2 separate regions of the Arachis hypogaea genome follow, and region 2 is linked to region 1. A link is a contact called in public Hi-C data. All regions are on one chromosome and are shown on one strand. The core of a region is the stretch at or near the end of the contact, and the rest is flanking DNA. Distances in the headings are between cores, read along the strand shown.

Region 1 (4,705 bases), core at 1,374-3,873:
TAACTCAGATTTCAGTCAATTATTCAACAACATATTAGTTTCCAATTCCTCAACATGGCCGAATCACAACAACAATTTCCAGCAGTAATTCAACTAAAATTTCAACAACCAATAATCACAGATTTGAACAAATATCAACAAACAATAATCTAATCACATATATCAATTAATTCATAATTTTAACCAATTAAAGAGTCAAACCCTACCTCTATAAAGCGCAGAACACACACAAGATATCGGAGAAGATTTCTGATCGGTAAAATAGAGCAAAAATGTCGAAAACTCAGTGGTTCCTCTCCTTCTTTGGTTTGGCTGAATTGGTTCCCGGTAGGGACAGCTTCACTTTGTGATTCCACTGAATAAAATGCACGTCACTGTGTAGAGGAGGAAGATGCGATCACGTTTATCGGATTAGAAATTGTGGGAGTTACGGATCTCAAGAAGCTTGGAAAGTCAGAAATCAACCAAAATCCTCCATTTCAAAGTTTCATTCACAAATAAAGCGTGTGTATTTCATACCTGTATAAAATGGGATTAGAGGAATATGTGCATGATGCATGAAAGGCTTCCTAGCTATGGCATGAGGGTCGTGTAGTTATAATCATGTATGAATCTTTAACTAATCATTTTCAAATTGAAATGACAAAGAACACATGATGAATATATTCCTAAATATCTATGATCATAATAATAATTCTTAGCACAGGCTATTTAGATTATAATAGACAAGCATAAAGTTACAATTATTTATTCACACCAATAACTAAATTAATACACAAACATAATTGAGGATTACAGCAAATTTTTCAAATAATAACTAAAAAAGTAAAAATGTTGATCTCCATGCTATTCACTTTAAAGAGTAGCCCAGAAATCATTACTCTTCTTCTGAAACTCGTATTTCTGGTCATTGCACATCCCCAACAAAAGATCTATCACAACGGATGTACGAATATATTGCTCATTTATCTGCAAATATGGATAAATTAGTTAAATAATATGCTTAACATGTATATAATTAATCAATATGTCTTTAGAACTTATAATGCCCAACACCGTGGGATTAAAGTTCTCTCTCATAGACAACCATTGAAGAACCCAGAGACCAGAGTCGCGACTAAAAGTTCAGAGGTTTCATATAGGATAGTTCAAGCAATTTCTTCCCTAGTTACTATCGTGTCATCCACATTAATCATGGTCTGAAATTCAGAGGTTTCATATAGGATAGTTCAACAACAATAATCCTACAAGTGTGAGCTGCAAAAGGGGAACTCACTTTGGATCTTCAATACTTGCACAAAATGCATATGAATTTGTACCTAAAAGTCAAAGAAAGAAACTTCTCCATTTTAGGGTTTATTAAGTCAAACTGACATATCATGACCATTTAAAACCAGTAATGTGAGATTGTCACCTTAATCATTGCATTATAGTAACATGATTTTTTCATTTGGTTAGATTTGGATAATGGTGGCAAGAAAAATGTATTTAGGGGAAAGAAATCTTGTTTCATGGCTAGATTTATTCTATTAGCTTGTAGTTGGTCTCATATGAATGTCTTTTCATTAATTGTGTGTGGCACACCATTAATTTTAGACTTCTAAACATATAAATATTATGAAACCAAATAGTCACAGCTATAAATCTGTTGATGAATAAGGTTCAAAAATTAAAGAAATTACAATAAAATAATTTTTTTTGCTATTCTAAAATATGAAAATAAAAACGTTATAAGGAAAAAAATGGATACCTTATTTGGGGAAGTGAGGAACCACTCTGATGGTTTGAGAAATGGCTAGAAGTCTTGGGTCTCCTTTGAAGCCATAATTTTCTGCGAAGATTTTCTTTTCTTTTGTTTCTTCTTTTTTGATTTTCTGTCTCAAATGTGAAGTATGTGTCTCTGTGTATGTATGTGTGGCAATTTCGATGAAAAAGATTTCCTCCTCGAAGAACACCACATGACGAGAAGAACACAAATTTTAGAGGCGGGGTGGGCAAGGGTGCGAAATAGTCTCGATCCCGGCTCGGACAATTGCATGCATTCATGTATAGTCTCGATACAGACCCTACCAGTTGCTGCTAGCGCCGGTTTTCATTGCGGTGGTGAAGAAGAAGAAGAGACTCCATCTGCAAAACAAATAATAAGAAGGAGGAGGAAATTATTTATAAAAATATTAAATATTAGAGAGCATTTAATAAAATTAAACATATAAATTTGTATTTAATCCATATCGTTAGATATAATAATAAAATGATCTAACAGTTTAAATTAAAAGTCAGACTAAAGGACTAACATTAGTCCCAAAGATAATTGGACGAACAAATCAGCCACCTATATTTCAGTGTCTATAGTTATGTCTAAGATATAACTAAACACTGTCTAAAAGAGACATAATAAGAAGTTAGAAGTTGAAGATTGAAGATGATTAACAGTAAAACTAATTTTAGAATTTAATATATTTTTAAACAGAATCAACTAAAATTTAATTATTAGATATTTTTATTGAATATAATTTATCTTTTATATAAAAAAATTCATTTAATTCTTCATCAATTTTTTCAGCACCTAATCTTTCAGGATCCAAAATAGCTATTTTTAATCTGTCTGGTTGGGATTATTGCCAAAACAAAAAGCCCTAATCTGAGTGTGAGTGAGTGTGAGTGAACGAATGTTTGCATTGGTTTACCTGTACGGCATTATAAGGGGGATCACATCGTTATCGTAAAACAAAAAAAAAAAACAAACACTTGCTGCACTTGTTTTTTTTTCAGCCAAGCGGTGGATGACTTCCCCTTAAATCTCTCTCTCTAGCTCTCTGCAATCAATCAATCAATTATTTGATTAATTAATATTTCCATCCGTATCTCTCTCTTTACTCATCATATCAAACGCCATTAATACTGCTCTGTTCTATTCTACAATCTCGAACGATTTCATCGGCTCAACCGCTCTTTACATGCTTTTCTTGATTAGGTACCTTACCTTCCTTTCTCAATTTGTTTTCTTTTGTTTTTTTTATCTTTTTTGTTTTATTTATTTTTCGTTTTACCGGCGGCGTGAATCATTCAAGACGCATGCAAAAACTGTTTTGGAGACGTTGTTGATTTCGAGTTCGATGGTTTCTTTGTTGCATAATTACTGATCACTAAAGCAATGCAATTCGAAATTCTAGATTTTTTTTCTCCCTGTTTTGTTTATGTGTTATGGGCAAAGTCGCGTTCTTGGTTGAAAGGATTTTATTGGGTTGACTTCACTCTCTAGTCAACTCAGTTGTATCTCTTTGCCTGAAGGAACTGTATATTGAAATTCATCAATTGTTCTTGTACCTGTTAATTTCTTGATGAATTTCACAATAGGATGGATTTACCGTATTTAATAAACATGAACAAAAAAAATAAAAAAAAAAAGAAAAAGAAAAAGAAAAAAGAGGAGTCCTTTTCCGCAAATAATTTGGATAAATAACTCATAATTCACCTCTTGATGGTAATTAATTAGTCTTTTATACCAGCACATTTGCTAATTTTCTATACATTGTTATGCATTTAGCCACTGAAACGTAGTTGTAATTGTTCACATTGTTTCCCCCAAAATAGTTGTGTTCATGAATAATGATTGAGGTTCTGATGGTAAGTAATTGGTCTGCTATACCAACATATTGTTAATTTGCTATGCATTGTTATGCCTTCAGCCAAATTGTTCACATGATGTGAATACACCCCATTAACGTGGGTGAATGAGTGACAATCTAGGGTAGAACATTTGAATAGTTGTAATTATCTGAGATTGATTTTTGGTCTATTCTGCAGCAAGAATGGAGGTAGCTGTTCCTAGACAACAACAGTCAAATCAACAGACTGAGGATAATCTACAGTACTCAAGATACTCAAGAACTTTCCGGAATTCAAAGAGAAAGGCCGAGGAGAATATTGTTAACGGGAGTGATGAGGAGCCAGAGCCAGAAGAGGGAGTAAAAACTATGGGAACTCTGGAGAGGAGTTCTTTGGTAGGAATGGAGGTTCCATTTGTGAAACAAGAACAATCAAATAAGCTTATTGGCAAAAGTGCACACAAAACCTCAAAATATTCTAGAACTTCTGGTGTTTTGAAGAAAAGAAAGGTTCAAGAAAATCACAAGCATGATTTTACGGAACCAAAGTCAGAAGGGAAAAAAGACCTTCTGTTCAGTTCAAACAGGACTACCAGGAAGGTAGATGAACCAAAGAAATTCAACACCTCAAATAAGAATGACCAATATGAAGATGGTCTCTTGATTGACGATTTGGATGATGATGATGAAATGCTTTTCCTTCTAAAGACAAAGTACACAAGAAGGGCTAGAAGAATGGATGATAATACTACGGTAGCTATCATTTATAATAAATTTCCAATGCTGGGAAACTTGATCTTTTAGGACCATGTACTCAGGGCTAATAATTATATCATACTTCAAGGGTACCTAACTAATTTTGTTTTCAGGTTGTTGAACAGAATCCCCGGAAATGTCATCAATGCTTGAAGAAGGAGAGAACAACATTTGTGCCTTGTTCTAAATGTAGGAAAATGTACTGTCTGCGGTGCATCAACCAGTGGTACGGCAGCTTATGTTTAACTATGCAATTTAAACCATGCAGTTTGTGGCATACCCTTACAATATTGGTGTGGTTTTCATTTTTAAATGCAAGGTACCCTGATATGTCAGTAGAA
Region 2 (4,329 bases), core at 1,238-3,737, 180 kb after region 1:
GCGATCATTCCCAATGTTAAAAACAAATTTTTTGAGAAATTTTGTTGATGTTTATCCTATTGGAAGGTAATTATCATGAGATTTAACTTATTGGTACTTTGTTATGTTGTTGTTTGTTGTTTAAGAAGAAATTAGTTTTGTGAATTATTGTTCATATTTTGACTATTTTATATTTTTTATTTATGTGGGACTGATTTTATCAGTTTAACCAGTAATTTATTGATTGAATCAGTAAACTAATAAACTAATAACTTAACTGATTTAATTACCAATTTAGTTCTTACAACTATGATTGAAGGTGCAGTTATGCACATTAAATAATTTGTACCCCGTCCACATTCATTCATTAATTAATAATGTCACTTTATTACACTCATTGCGTACAAATATAGGTACGTACGTGCAAAGACGCACACGCTCGGAAAGTGATCCTTTTTGGAAGAATAATGAAATACCCGTTGAAAGCATAAGTATATATAATAATGCAAATTATTGTCAGTTATATATTGTTTGCATATATAAAAATAAGCGTTAAAATAAGACTTTATGTGTTAAATAATATTACTCGAAAATTCAAAATCATTGAGACGGCGTAATACAAGTTTTACACCTCCTTTAAATATTTATAAGTATAAGACATCTTTTATCATATAATGAGATAATTTTTAGAATTGAGTTAGTACATTTAATTTTAATTATAATATGGTATAAAAATTTATCTAATTTAATTTTGTTAGGTTATTCACCAGTAAATATTTATGTTTGAAATAATCATTTCTAGTTACGAAGGCTGTACAAATCCGATCTAATATTTTTTAAATATAAAATTTCTAAAAAATTTATGAATATGAGACATTTTTTAATCTATGAGCTAACTTTTAGAATTGATTTAGACTCATTCAATCTCAACTTTTTTTTTTAAAAGATAGTAATTTTATTGCAGTAAAAGGAGTTCTATTACAATTATCACAATCAGGGATATAAATGCAATAAAACATAAATTAAGGTCACTTCCAAAAAATTAATAATAGCAAACTTAAGAGATTAGGTCTTCAGACAAAGGAGAAAGGAAAAGTCTTCTTTCATCTTCGTCTTCAATAGCTATGAAAACCTACTTGATTTAATCAAGCTCTTGATTTCTTTTTTCTCTGTGCTACCCACTATTATATTTCCAAGAGTGCAGTTTCTGATTTCTGGATATCAAAACTCAAGAATCAATTCAGTGCTGCTGATTTCTACTTCTTTTGAATTCTGCTGCGAGATTCATTGACTGGGCCAGAATTTTTTTTGGTTATTTTTCTGCTTCCTTCGAATACCAAGGAGTTCCTATCCAGTCAAATACTCCAAAGAAGGTAAGCTATTCCAGTCATGTTGAATCTGGCCTCACTTCCATTTTTCACTGCTGCGACAAACATCAATCCACCATTGCCAAGGTTGAAGAAGATTGTTCCTGGGAATTGCACTTGCCATTGGAGAGTTGTTCCATATTTCTACAATTTGTGGGCAAAAAACCAGCGTATGCAGGGCTAATTCCGGAGCGGCGGAGCAACGAGGACAACGCTGATCTGCTTGAAGTATGCGCTCATGAAGCTTTTCTTTCACCGGTAGGCCGTTGTGAATTAATTTTCAAATGAAAATTCTAATTTTTGGCTGACAGTTAGTTTTTCAGATGGCTTTCCAGATCCCCTTTTTTCTGAATCGTTCATGGAGTATCGCTGAAGTTGGATGGAAAAAGAGATATGCAATGTTGTAGCCAGATTTTGCAGAGTACTCACCGGAACTAGTATGTATCCAAATTAGTCTGTCTTTATCCTCTTCAATCTTTGTTTGGCATATTTTAAAATTGGTTTCACTACTGAAAATTACATTGATTTTGTCCAGGTCCCATTTTCCTGAGACATCCATCAATTGTTTAACCTATAGTAATTGTTGGTTGCCCAGCTCATTTGGTGGAATTCAAAAGGGAGGGTTCATCTCCAAATCAAGGATCTTTCCATATATTTACCATCCCTTGTTGAGAGACTATCCATTTTACACCCTTTTCGAGGATATTTCTTCCTTTCAAGAGACTCTGCCATATCCAAAAAGATGGTCTATTCTCTTTTTTTGCTTCAAGAAAGGAGGTTAGTTGTAGTATTTATTTTTAAAGATGTTGTAGAATAGAGAATGAGACTTGGTTAATAATCTCAACTTTAATAGAAAATATCCGTAGATTATATTATTTGAATGTTCTAATATTAGTTTAAAAGTAAGCTTTTAATTTTATTTTATATAAAGTAAAGATGTTATTTTTGTCAAAGACGACGAAAACAAAATTAAAATGAAAGAGACTATATTTTACAGGAAGAATAATCTCATTTACACCCCTTTTTTTTTTGTTAAAGTGTTGGGTAGGCCCTAGTGACGGCAAACCCTTAGCTGTATGGAAAGCTAAGCTACATGTTGTGACGCACTATATTCCGTTCCAATCTTTTCTCAAACTATTAGTACTAATGCTACTTCTCAATTAATTAATCATATTATTATTTTCCCCTTACACTTTTGTTCTCTTCTAAACCACCTGTATATAAATACCAACGACGATTCCCCTCATTCCATGCCACAGCCACAACAGCATCAAAAAGTTTTAATTTCTTTCTCATTCAACATACCATATATACTAATATTATCCATAATCTATGGCCACCTTTTATCCTCTCATTAGAAATGGTGGTGGTTCATTATTTCTAATACTGCTATCATGTGTTTTCCTAGTATCTTCTTTATTATGTGTTTTGGGACGACCAGCCACTTTTGAGCAAGACTTTAGAGCCACGTGGTCTGAGTCTCATATCAGGCATATTGATCAAGGCAGAACAATCCAACTCATGCTCGACCAAAGCTCCGGTACATAATTCATTTAATTAATTAAATTAACAAGTTAATAAAATTATTTTTTTAATTTAAATTAATAATATATATATATTTCAAATATATTCTTCACACAATTTTTTTTTTTTAGATTTACATAAATTTTTTACATAAATAATGTCAGATAATAACAAATTTTTTTCGATCAACATATGTCAATTTTTTAAAGTTATTTTATTTATCTTAAAATATAGACTATAAATCATAAATTTTTAAATTATAAATTATAAATTTAAATACTAAAATTAATTAACTAAAAATTAATTCTCTATATTTTTTATTTTATCTTATCCTAAATTTTTTTAGCCAACAACAATAAAATTTTAAATTTTTAAGTCATAACAATTTTAATAATATATCTAAAATTATTTTTTTAAAATAATTTAAACTGATTAAAAAATACATAAATAATTATATCTTTGCCAATTAATAATAATTCTCTTGTTTAGACGCACGAGTGATCAAAATATATGATGATTTGTGAATTTTGTGAACTACACAATAATTGTACGGCGTGTGCTATGTGATGGTTATTTTCAGGATGTGGGTTTGCTTCCAAGGTGAAGTACATGTTTGGGCGTGTTAGCATGAAGATCAAACTCGTCCCTGGAGACTCTGCTGGCACCGTCACCGCATTTTACGTTAGTACACCACAAAATCAGACACCATTATAATGTGTTCGTATAGCAGCCATATTCTTATATTATAGTTTGTGTATGCATGTGTGTGCAGATGAATTCTGATACAGATTCTGTTCGTGATGAGCTGGACTTCGAGTTCTTGGGGAACAGGAGTGGACAGCCATACACGGTTCAAACAAACGTATATGCTCATGGAAAGGGTAATAGAGAGCAAAGGGTCAACCTCTGGTTTGATCCTTCTGCTGATTTCCATACCTACACTATTCTCTGGAACCATAAACATATTGTGTAAGTAAATCAAATACACTCTAGTAGATATAATTATTTATATGCTGATAAAGACATAATTATTTTTTTAAAATATTATCGCATAATATAATATCAGAATTTTTATAATAAAAAGTTTAGAATTCAATCATGGTTAAATTTTAAAAGAAAAAGAATTTTAACATAAAAGATAAAATAAAAAAAATCTAAAGACATAAAAAATATTCACGTAAATTTAAAAAAGATTCTTATATAAAAAAATATGTTAGAAATATAATTATTTATGTATTTTTTTTATCATTTTAAGATTTTTTTAAAAAAATTATTTTATTACATGTTGTAACTTGAATAGGCATCTTAGTAGCTAAAACTCATTCTACATTTGTAAATAGAAATTAGGAATGCCAGGCATAGTTAATCAGTTAGAGATTATAACTAATCAGTTAAATAAGAGAAATCTCCAATTGAGCATTTTCACATCAACACTACTCTGAGTTCAATTCCCGTTTCT

What was found. A called contact is a pair of places that touch in the nucleus more often than the background predicts.
Region 2: a Hi-C map of leaf shows a contact between it and region 1, with 2.2 times the contacts expected there. The contact joins the promoter of LOC112720586 here to the promoter of LOC112720584 in region 1. A contact is called at or near these places in 2 of 8 Hi-C or Micro-C datasets (both in leaf).

What each region holds. Positions count from the first base shown.
Region 1 is chr11:27,848,713-27,853,417 of arahy.Tifrunner.gnm2.J5K5, forward strand. It overlaps LOC112720584 (lysine-specific demethylase JMJ26), which reads left to right and starts at 2,624. Exons shown (of 13, transcript XM_025771569.3): 1 at 2,624-2,974; 2 at 3,808-4,361; 3 at 4,478-4,590; 4 at 4,684-4,705. The coding sequence starts at 3,813. LOC112720585 (a long non-coding RNA gene) reads right to left here. Exons shown (of 8, transcript XR_003162263.3): 6 at 1,751-2,127; 7 at 1,277-1,319; 8 at 664-969.
Region 2 is chr11:28,030,784-28,035,112 of arahy.Tifrunner.gnm2.J5K5, forward strand. LOC112720586 (probable xyloglucan endotransglucosylase/hydrolase protein 6) reads left to right here and starts at 2,488. Exons shown (of 4, transcript XM_025771570.3): 1 at 2,488-2,886; 2 at 3,451-3,551; 3 at 3,643-3,839. The coding sequence starts at 2,679.